Linked DNA regions of Mus musculus: region 2 is linked to region 1. Evidence: chromatin contacts called from public Hi-C data. All regions are on one chromosome and are shown on one strand. Each heading gives the region's core, a stretch centred on a gene start, on an enhancer-like site or on the middle of the called end of the contact. The rest is flanking DNA. Distances are from core to core; before and after follow the strand shown.

Region 1 (4,666 bases), core at 338-2,837:
TTCTGACAAAAAAAAATTTTAAAAAGTAAAACAAAGGAGAGATTTCAGTCGCTTAAATATTGCACATACCTTTCATGGACTACCCCATGAAAGGTGTACTGGGTCATTAAAAGGTAGGCAACTGCTACTCTGAGCCAATGCCATCAGAGGTAAACTTTAGAGTGCTGGTGGTAGCAGTCATGTTAGTGTTCAAGAGCCCACGAAGCACTAAGACTTTATAAATTTTACACTCAAATGAGACAAGTACCCTCCTAGTTACAGTGAGTTTATCTCTCAGAGGAAAAGTACCGGTGAATGTCCATGTCTTATACCAATGTATTTCAGAGTACTGCTGGACTAAGTTGTTCAGGTGGCTGTTTCCAGAAGTAATAAAGGAATTACATTAAAAATCTACTTTCTTACAACTTTATCTCTCGTGAGGCCACATTTCTGACCCCGTAAAGCCAAAACACGAGTGACTCCGTAGCTTATATAATCTTCCTCGCTCACATTGATTCCACAACCACCTTGATTCTATTTAGGGTCCTCTTAAAAAGAAGAAGAAGAAAAAAAATCTGTACACATGAAAGCCATCTAAAAACAAACCGATGGAACCCAAGATGCTCTGTGGGGAGGACATCGGTTCTGCCTCGCATCCCGCTAAATTCAGAGAACAGTTTCTATCTCCGCTTATTTCCCTGTGAGACAGACTCCATGCAGAGTGTCCAGTACCTTTTCAAGGCTGTACTATATAAAAATTATTTCCAAGTGTCACTGAAGAACATTTTCTCCCAACACACTAAATTGAAGGTAGCTATAGAACAAGACAAGCGTGCCTGCAAAAGGCTCTGATGTGGGCAACATCCCGTCTGTGTATTAACCAGCCGATCAAAATAGAGTTCTAGTGAAGTGTTCGGGAGCATCAAGGAAGTGTGGAGGGGGTGGATCAACACCATTTTGACTCATTTATCCCCAGGTGTTAGGGGAAGGAAGTGTGCTTGTGAATGACATCTGGTAAAAGCAAATCACAACCTCAGAAATTTTCAGGGAAGGCAAAAAGTACGCGCTCGGCATCGCGACGGACCCTACCACTAGCGAGTTTCAAACACACTTCAAGCATTTTTTTTTCTTTCCCTCCTAGACCCTGCCATGCACCCCCCACTCCTTGGCTCTCCCATGCCCCCACACCCACCTCCCTTTCCCAATCCCTCCTGGGTCCTCACTCTCTCTCATGCAGCGGTGGCAACAAGCGCCCCCCCGCCCCCAGCGTGGAAGGGGCACGGGATCACAGCGAGGGGAGGACAGTGCCAGCGGGACGCCCGCTCCAAAGCCCATCGCGTCCTACCGCCTGTGGAGCTCGCCTCCTCCAGCTGAGCCGAGATGCTTTCCACCCTTCTCACGTTCATCTTTAAGGACACTGGATGCCGGAGCGACACTCTTAGAGTCCACTGACCCAGGGGCGTCTGGCGATGGGTCCGCTACGGGAGCGCACAGCCACTCTGTCCTGGGCGACCAAGACGCTGGGAGCTGGAGGCAGCGGCAGCGGCGGCGGCGGCGGCAGGCAGGGCGCGCGAAGCCTTGCAGGTGCAGGCGGAGGCCGGCGGGGGGCGCCGGGGGCGCTGTGCCACTCTGGGTGGCAGAGCTATGCCGGTGGTGGGGGCCAGGACACCCGCCGCTGAGAAGTCGGTGCGCTGTACCGCCAGACAGAGCGAGGCGCCCCCCCCCCGTCCCTGGCACGCTTGGCACCTCCTTTGCCACCTGCTGCCAAGTCACTAAAGGAGAAAGTGGAGGAGGCTGTAGCAGTGCCTCAGGTGACAGCAGACTCACAGAGAGAGAGAGAGAGAGAGAGAGAGAGAGAGAGAGAGAGAGAGAGAGAGAGAGAGCTGAAGCGGCTTAAGGCTAAAAAAGGCATCTTTTGAGATTTTCCAATGGATTATCTGAGGGTCCACTGCGACCCCTTTCTGCTTCACATAGAGCCTGGCTCAAGGCTGGCTCAAGAAGTCTTTGGCAAAGAAACTTACTGCAGGGTCCCTAGAGGGTCAGATTCTGCCCTGAGTTCGAAGGACACCAGAAGGCAAGGAGATGCCCTTCTGGGAACCAGGCAGAGTGCCAGCAACTCCTAGACAGGAAACTTCCCAAGTACAACTCAGTCATGAGACTGAGAGAGAGGTTGGAGAATGTGACTTCTAGACACTGCCTAGACAAGGCCAAGGTGACCACAGCACATTACACAGAGCAGCTGAGCTGACTAGGAGACATTTCCCACAAGCGCCTTCTTCAAACGGACATTTCACTGGAGGACACTCTGTTGGAAGGGATGGCTGAGATCCCAGGGGATTTCATCACCCATGGCTGCTTGTTTCTCTAAGCAAACCAAGGCCAGCAATGCCCGAGAAAGACAGAAAACAACCCAATAAACCACTTGTGGCCATGGTTACTGTTGGACGGAGAGAGCTGAGCATTAAAACACAGGCTTCTCTGCCGGAAGAAGTGAAGTGTATATTGCCTCCTTTAAAAAGAAAGGTCGAGTTGACCGGTTCTGTGGGCCCGCAAAGCTGCTTAACATTTGTTCGTTTGCACTCTCAGCTGCAAGGTCAATAGACCCTGACATGGTGGAAAGGCCTAATTGTTTGGAAAGTCATTCTTTCTCCCTACACCTGCCTGATTACACATCACCGTAAAACCTTGTCCCTTTCTCCAGCTAGGATTCAACTGTCACTTGTCCTTCCTTTCACCCCTAGTCCCTGAAGTGACTCATTGGAAAGCCCTGTGATGCCTTCCATGCTGGTTGCGGACAAAATCCCAACATCTGCATTGCCTCCATACTCATCTTTATCTAACCTACTTACACGAGCTGAAATCTACTCCGTGTGACTTAAGGAAAATAGTAGAAGTAAGGGCAAATTTACGGAGAGCAAGTGGGAGGGCAGCCCAGTTGGAGGAGGATGCTATTGGCTGGAGCGAGAGAAGTGGGCGGAGTAATAGGACAGGAGGGACACCGGACTAGATAGCGTGCAATTTAAACTTCTACTGAGTCAAGTACATAAATTTCTAAATGGTGTGTGCACCTTACCTCCTCCTAAGAAGTCTCCTCTCTGTCCTTCCTAGCAGGTTCTACTATTTCATTCTGGTCATGTGGCACCTTAGGACTTCAATAATCTCAAAGCAAGCTTCCCACTAGCAACCTTTATCACAAATGAGCACAACCCGGCCTCTGCAGAGGCTCACTACCTCTCCAGTTCTCAACTCCATTCTTTTCTCTGTACTGACTTCTAAAACTACCTTCATGTGTGGGTTTGGGCTCAGCAGGCTGAACGGAAATCTTAATGGTGAGCCCAAAGTGAGCATCCTAACCTTTCTCACTCAAAAAAATGGACCAAACGGTAGTGCCTGCCTCAGTGAACCTCTGTCAAAGAAGAAATGAGATACAATGCATATTGTGCTTTGGAGCGTTCTGGCACATACTAAGAGGTCGGTAAGAGATGCTATAAAGAGAGTACTCACCATCACCATTATCACTACCATCTCCACATGGTGTCCTGAGGAAACCAAAGAAGGTAAGGAGGCATCTCCTGGTTCTAGAATAGATTTACCCTCTTTATTTACAACAGGACAAATGCACAACTCAGTTGTCATCTGCAAAATGTGCAGAATGCTTTTTTGTGTGTTCCTATACTTCGAAAGACCTTTCAATGAGGATTAGTTCCTTTCAGTCCCATGTGTGCGTCTCTGGACTAGCTGTAAATACGCCAGCAAAGTCATCTAAAATGGACACTACCCGAGAGAAGTTGCAATATATTAAGCCTCCAAAATATTTGTGGGGTCTGGGTTACTGAAACATTCATGTCTGACTTCTGTATATGAACTGCTGGTCTCAGAAAAAAATTATACAGAAAGATTGTCTTCTGTTACCACTGGTTTTTAATTCATTTTTCATGTGTATGAAGAGTTTGCTTGCATGTGTGAGCAAGTGTCACAGTTATGTCTGGTGCCCATGGAGTCTAGAATAGGGTATCAGATCCCCTGGAGATTTAAATGGAATTACAAATGGTTGTAGTCTGCCATGTGAATGCTGCGTTGGAGATGGGGTCCTCTGCAAGAGTAGTCAGTACTCTGAACCACTGAGTTGTCTCTTCAGTCCTGTTTGCTGCCGTTTTTACTGTCATTTTTAATACTTAGTACTGAAAGTCTAGGGTAAACTGTCTTGCTTCCCTTTCTTGGATTTTCATGTGTCCCATATTTAAGAAATATTCATCCTCAGAAGCTGTAGCCATCATGGCTAGCCTTCCAAACTCAATATATGAAAAAGATTCCCATTTTATGGCTAACTCCAGACTACTCTTCTAGGGAACTTATAAAAACCAGATGCAAAAGCTGGTAAGTAAACCATGTCCCAGCCATTAACCTCAGATTTCTATGAACGTCACCTCTTTTAATCTTTACAAAACCCTATGAGGCCACATCTAGTTTTTCCAGAAAGTCACCAATCATTTCTCAGTTTCAATTCTTCTGCTGTTAAAAAGAACTTCTTTTTCACAAGGTCAGTGTGAGAATCAAGTAAAATAATGAAAATGACATCTATTTATAAACCAAGGAATATTGTCCAAGCATCTGGAATTATCGCATTGTGCTCTGAGCTATTATTGCCTATTACTTACTGGTTATTTCTGATAGCTTCCTACATTCA
Region 2 (5,190 bases), core at 1,286-3,785, 290 kb after region 1:
TCTAGTTCACTCTTCGCTGGCATCTATGTGGGTACCCTGTGTCAGATGCTGAATAAACATTTTTAACATTCCAGTTCATTTGCTCTCTTAGAGTTGATGCAACAACTCTTTTTTTTAATTAGATATTTTCTTCATTTACATTTCAAATGCTGTCCTAAAAGTCCCCTATACCCTTCCCCTGCCCTTCTCCCCTACCCACTTACTCCCACTTCTTGGCCCTGTCTTTCCCCTGTACTGGGCCATACAAAGTTTGCTAGACCAAGGGGCCTCTCTTCCCAATGATGGCCAACTAAGCTATCTTCTGTTACAAATGCAGCTAGAGACACAAGCTCTGGGGATACTGGTTAGTTCATATTGTTGTTCCACCTGTAGGGTTGCAGACCCCTTCAGCTCTTGGGTACTTTCTCTAGCTCCTATATTGGGGACCCTGTGTTCCATCCCATAGGTGACTATGAGCATCCACTTCTGTATTTGCCAGGCTAATTATGGGATGGATCCCTGGATATGGCAGTCTCTGGATGGTCCATCCTTTCATCTTAGCTCCAAACATTGTCTCTGTAACTCCTTACATGGATATTTTATTCCCTATTCTAGGGAGGAATGAAGTATCCACGTGTTGGTCTTCCTTTTTTATTTTCTTGTGTTTTGGTAGTTGTATCTTGGGTATTCTAGGTTTCTGGGCAAATATCCACTTATCAGTGAGTGCATATCAAGTGACTTCTTTTGTGATTGGGTTATCTCACTCAGGATGATATCCTGCAGACACATCCATTTGCCCAAGAATTTCATAAATTCATTGTTTTTAATATCTGGGTAGTACTCCATTGTGTAAGTGTACCACATTTTCTGCATCCATTCCTCTGTTGAGGGACATCTGAGTTCTTTCCAGCTTCTAGCTATTATAAATAAGGCTGCTATGAACATAGTGGAACATGTGTCTTTCTTACCAGTTGGAACATCTTCTGGATATATGCCCAGGAGAGGTATTGCTGGAACTACCGGTAATACTATGTCCAGGATGCAACAACTCTTAAGCTGCCTATTCTATTCAGATTCTCCTTTAACACAGGACTTTAACACAGAGGCAGAGAAACTAGATAATATGTCCAAGGTTAGCAATACATTCATGGCCAGCCTCTCCCTGTGTTAGCCTTGGATAAGGCATGAGAATATGCTGATGTGTATCTTCAATGTTGTCTAATGTGGTTCTGCTCTATATATGGAATATGGAACTCAGAAAGCATCTTGGAGAAAATCTAATTTCACATTACTCAATGTATTAAGGAACACGTGAACTCACAAAGACAGAATAACTTCTCAAAGTCAAATGGATACTGAAGGAGGACCTCAACATCAGCTCCCTGTCACCATGCACGCCATAGCCACTCTACATATCTAGGCCAATCACAGCTGACCCCAAGTTCTGGGAGGTTTGGCTATGAGCTGTAACCCAGCAGTGGTTCAAGCATGGATCCACATGTGCCTATTGAGAGATACATTACTATTTTCCACCTTGGACTTTGTTAAACTACCTCCCATCGCTTTGTTTGCTTTCTCCCTTGGAGAATGCAGATGCCAATATATGCATGTTGGCAAGAAGGGAAGAACTCAGCTCCAAAAGAGGCAATTCTTTTTATAAACACCTGTGGTTTAGATTGCAGCCACACTCACTGCACTGTTTCCACAAGAGTCTCTGTGCTCTGCCAAGGTGCCTTCCTGCAGATGGCGCAAGCAGTGACATAAATACAATTACTGTGCTGTAGTCAAGCTCAATGGTGGGTTACATATATGATATTGATTGTTTCTGTCATCTAGCAATGGCAGACGCATCCTAATTTTATGTATCCATCCTCTATCATGTTTGCATCATGGTGACACTGCTAAGTGACAGACTTCTCAGAGTACGTGACTAAGGGTGAGCAGTACCAGTGTAGCCGAAGGCACTGGAAGGATTTATCTCATTGAAATAAGTTGTGATTCCCAGACAGCTGCTGAATTATCACTTCTCTTTCTAATTGATAGATGCTTCTAAATGTGAACTACTATAAGCCAATGCCACTCTGGAAGCTCCTGAGATGCAACACTATTAGAATGAGTGGACTTCTGTTCATGCCTCTCCTGTACCCAATGTTTTCCCTTGCTTTTCCTTAAAAGAATCTTATTCAGACATAATATTACATTGGGAAGTCCTCAATTTCCAAAGAATATGGAAATAATGGGAATGGGGTACTTATGCTCCCACTCTACATATGCTAAAATAAAAGCCCAGAAGGACACACCAACATGCTTATGCTGTTTGTCATGGGTGGCTGGGCTCGGGGACCTTGTAAGTGACATGTGCTCTCCTGCCTATTGCTAAGGTTGGTTCCTATGGGACACATTATACTGGAGAAATAAGAGACTTTCTTTCTTTCTTAAGGAACGTGAAGCAGTAATAAAACTATAGAGAAATAGCCCCTGGCCAGGAGGGAGGCCTGCATGCAGAGCTGGTATCAGCAATCTGAGCCAGAAAAGATGCTACCATTTAAAGCTTTTTGCCTTTCAAACCATGAATAGGCTGCGAGCCCTTGCCTGGTGACAGCAGGAAGACAGCAGGACCTGAGCAGGGAGGGGAAGAACTCAGGTCCAAAAGAGGGAATTCTTTTTATAAACACCTTTGATTTAGATTTCAGGCACACTGCTCTGTTTCCGCAAGAGTCTCTGTACTCTGCCTAGGTGCCTTCCTGCAGGTGGCCCAAGCCAGCAGGCCCCTTGCAATCTACCCTCTCTGCTTCCTTTGTGCTAAACTTTGCTGGCCTCTAAGAATCCATGTGTCCAAATGAAACAGCAGTCTGAAAGAATGCAGGGACAGGGAGAGATAAAGTATGCTTTAATGTGCTTAAAGAAAAGGAAAAGTTCTGGGAAGAAGAAAAAAAGCAACTCTTTCTTTCTTGGCTGTAAATGGTTCCTCTCCCAACCCCATAGCTGCTCCCCCACCCCCTTTAAGAAAGTGAGAAAACAAGGCATTATTTTCCTGACCTACACCTTAGCTGAGTTCCAAGTCTTCTTGAGTTGCCAAGGTAGCTGGGAGTAGGGACACGTGGTTGTCAGCCAATTTCGTACACTCTGCAATATAATCTCAGATCCTGGGATGCTCCTGGGGCATCTGCACTAAAGCAAGTGTGGAGATGTGCTAATGGGTGCTGAGGATTTAAGTAGGAAATGCTAACCCAAGAGTAGAAACTGCAATAAAAAAAAAAAAAAAACAAAAAAAAAAAAAAAACAAGCCTAGCTGGGACGTACAGCTTTCCACAGACTGGTGTTGGCCTCCACAAGATGAGACAGCTAAGAAAATCCACAGTCCCAAGCTGTATGTGAGAACTGGGAAGTGGAGGGGATAACAGGATGGTCCCTTGAATGGGACTTCCCTTCATTTGCATCTGCATGAAGCTGCCTCTGCTCTGGTCCTGGTGCTGTGAATTTGCTAGGATGAATGATACTGGTCCTATAAATGATGCTATAGGACCTTGATAGACTTAAGCAAGAGAGCCCTACAAAAAGGAAAGGCAACAGAGTCCAGATAGTTGGGAATGTGTTTCCTTCAACTAGTTTTCTGTGTGGCTTTGGCACACTAGGCCAGGCACTTAGAATAAATTGGAAAACAAACACAATCATGTGCTGGACATGGTGGCTCCCATCTATAATCCCAGCACTTGGGAATCTGAGGCAGGAGGGTCACTATGATTTTCATGCTAATATAGGATATAGAATAAGGTACTGTCTCAACAACAACAACAAAAAAGCATCAACAAATAAAATCTAAAACAAAATGCAAATAGATATGTACCTCCCCCATACATACCTACAATTCACAAAGACAGACAATAATCTCATATAAATTTTATACAAATAAATAAAAAATTAAAACTACAGGTAATAACTGATATGAAGTATTGAGGTGTTAGCAGCTAATGCATTTGCAGCCGTCTTCTCACAGGCTTACTGAACAATACACACATTTACGCAGATAGAAACACAAAAACTAACCTAGAGTGATGGAGTTCACAGAAGTAGCTGTGAGTCATAGGATAGAAATATTTATCAACTACTGCTTTCATTGTATTGATATGGAAAGAGAACAGGATCCCCAAATAACTATCATGCATCAGGGAGGCGTTCAGCTCAATTCCAGGAGAGGAGGTAAAAGGCAGAAAAGGCTAAAGGTCGGAACTATTCAGGGGCCATGACCAAGCATCTATTCCCTCACTTCCATATGTTTTTTTTTTCTTAAATCCTTTATCATTAAATATGTCCTTGCCACACACCCCCCCCCACACACACATAATCCCACCTGACCTCTAAACTCACTGGGGCCTCCAGTCTCTTCAGGGTTAGGTGCATCATTTCTGATCTTAATGACCTATTTCATATACCTTTTGCCTACCCAAATCTCGAACTTTTATCTGCTCTGCATATCACTCAGATCTTTGAGGGCACTTGAGGTTGTGTTTCCTTCACTATAAAATTTCCACACAAATCTAAAGTGCATACTAATAGAATTATTCTACTGCCACTCTGAATCATCTTCGCTGGTTTCCCATTCTGAAATTTTTCTAGCCACTAGCAAAATATATCACCCTCTGTAGGGGGAGCTGCAGGCTGGGTATAAGAAGAGAAAACCTAATACATGGCTTACAAAGTTAACACAGCCAGAACCACACTGCGACCACAGATAAGAGCTTGGGGTGAAGAGTCATAACGACATGGATTATCTCAAATTCACTCACAGTGCCGCCTCAGCTCAGTTTTGAAGAACAGCCTTTTCCCAGACTCCCTCACAGGGGCTTCCTGCAGCAATACATGGAACTTCACTGTAGCTTCAACTTCTGCCTTACAGACTTGGCAGGAAAATAATGTAAACGCTAAAAATACTCTGTTCTCTGTTCTTTCCAAAGAATTTGGAGCGTTCTCTTTCCTTGTAATCAATTTTTAAAGAGGAGTATCTGCTCTTGAGACCCTCACAAACAATAGGGCTTAAACTCAGTGCTAATGAGCTGTGTGCTATGTGAGCTCACGCGTAGAGTCAGATGGAGAACCACTCATGGGATAAAGCACTGCACACCACAGTAGGGTGACTACACACAGTAGAAGTTAATGAACAGTGCTTTGCACTGCACACAATGCAAGCTACTATCTAATTTAAGAGTTTGA

Evidence for each region. Hi-C and Micro-C count contacts between places; a contact is called where the count stands out from the background.
Region 2: a Hi-C map of cerebellum shows a contact between it and region 1, with 2.8 times the contacts expected there. The contact joins the enhancer-like site here to the promoter of Kcnip4 in region 1. A contact is called at or near these places in 5 of 39 promoter capture datasets (the 3T3-L1 cell line, liver, second pharyngeal arch cranial neural crest and 2 more), 1 of 484 Hi-C or Micro-C datasets (cerebellum) and 1 of 115 datasets of contacts at active chromatin or transcription factors (neural progenitor cells).

Annotation. Positions count from the first base shown.
Region 1 is chr5:49,523,317-49,527,982 of GRCm38.p6, forward strand. It overlaps Kcnip4 (Kv channel interacting protein 4), which reads right to left and starts at 1,588. Exons shown (of 9, transcript NM_001199242.1): 1 at 1,325-1,588. The coding sequence starts at 1,385.
Region 2 is chr5:49,814,331-49,819,520 of GRCm38.p6, forward strand. No RefSeq gene overlaps it. Among named protein-coding and RNA genes, the nearest start is that of Gm40299, 210 kb to the left of the region's middle. Within about 2 kb of position 2,536, at least 2 of the 459 cell types and tissues checked have an H3K27ac peak or open chromatin away from gene starts, as enhancers often do. A contact at or near this core is called in cerebellum, where this site is marked.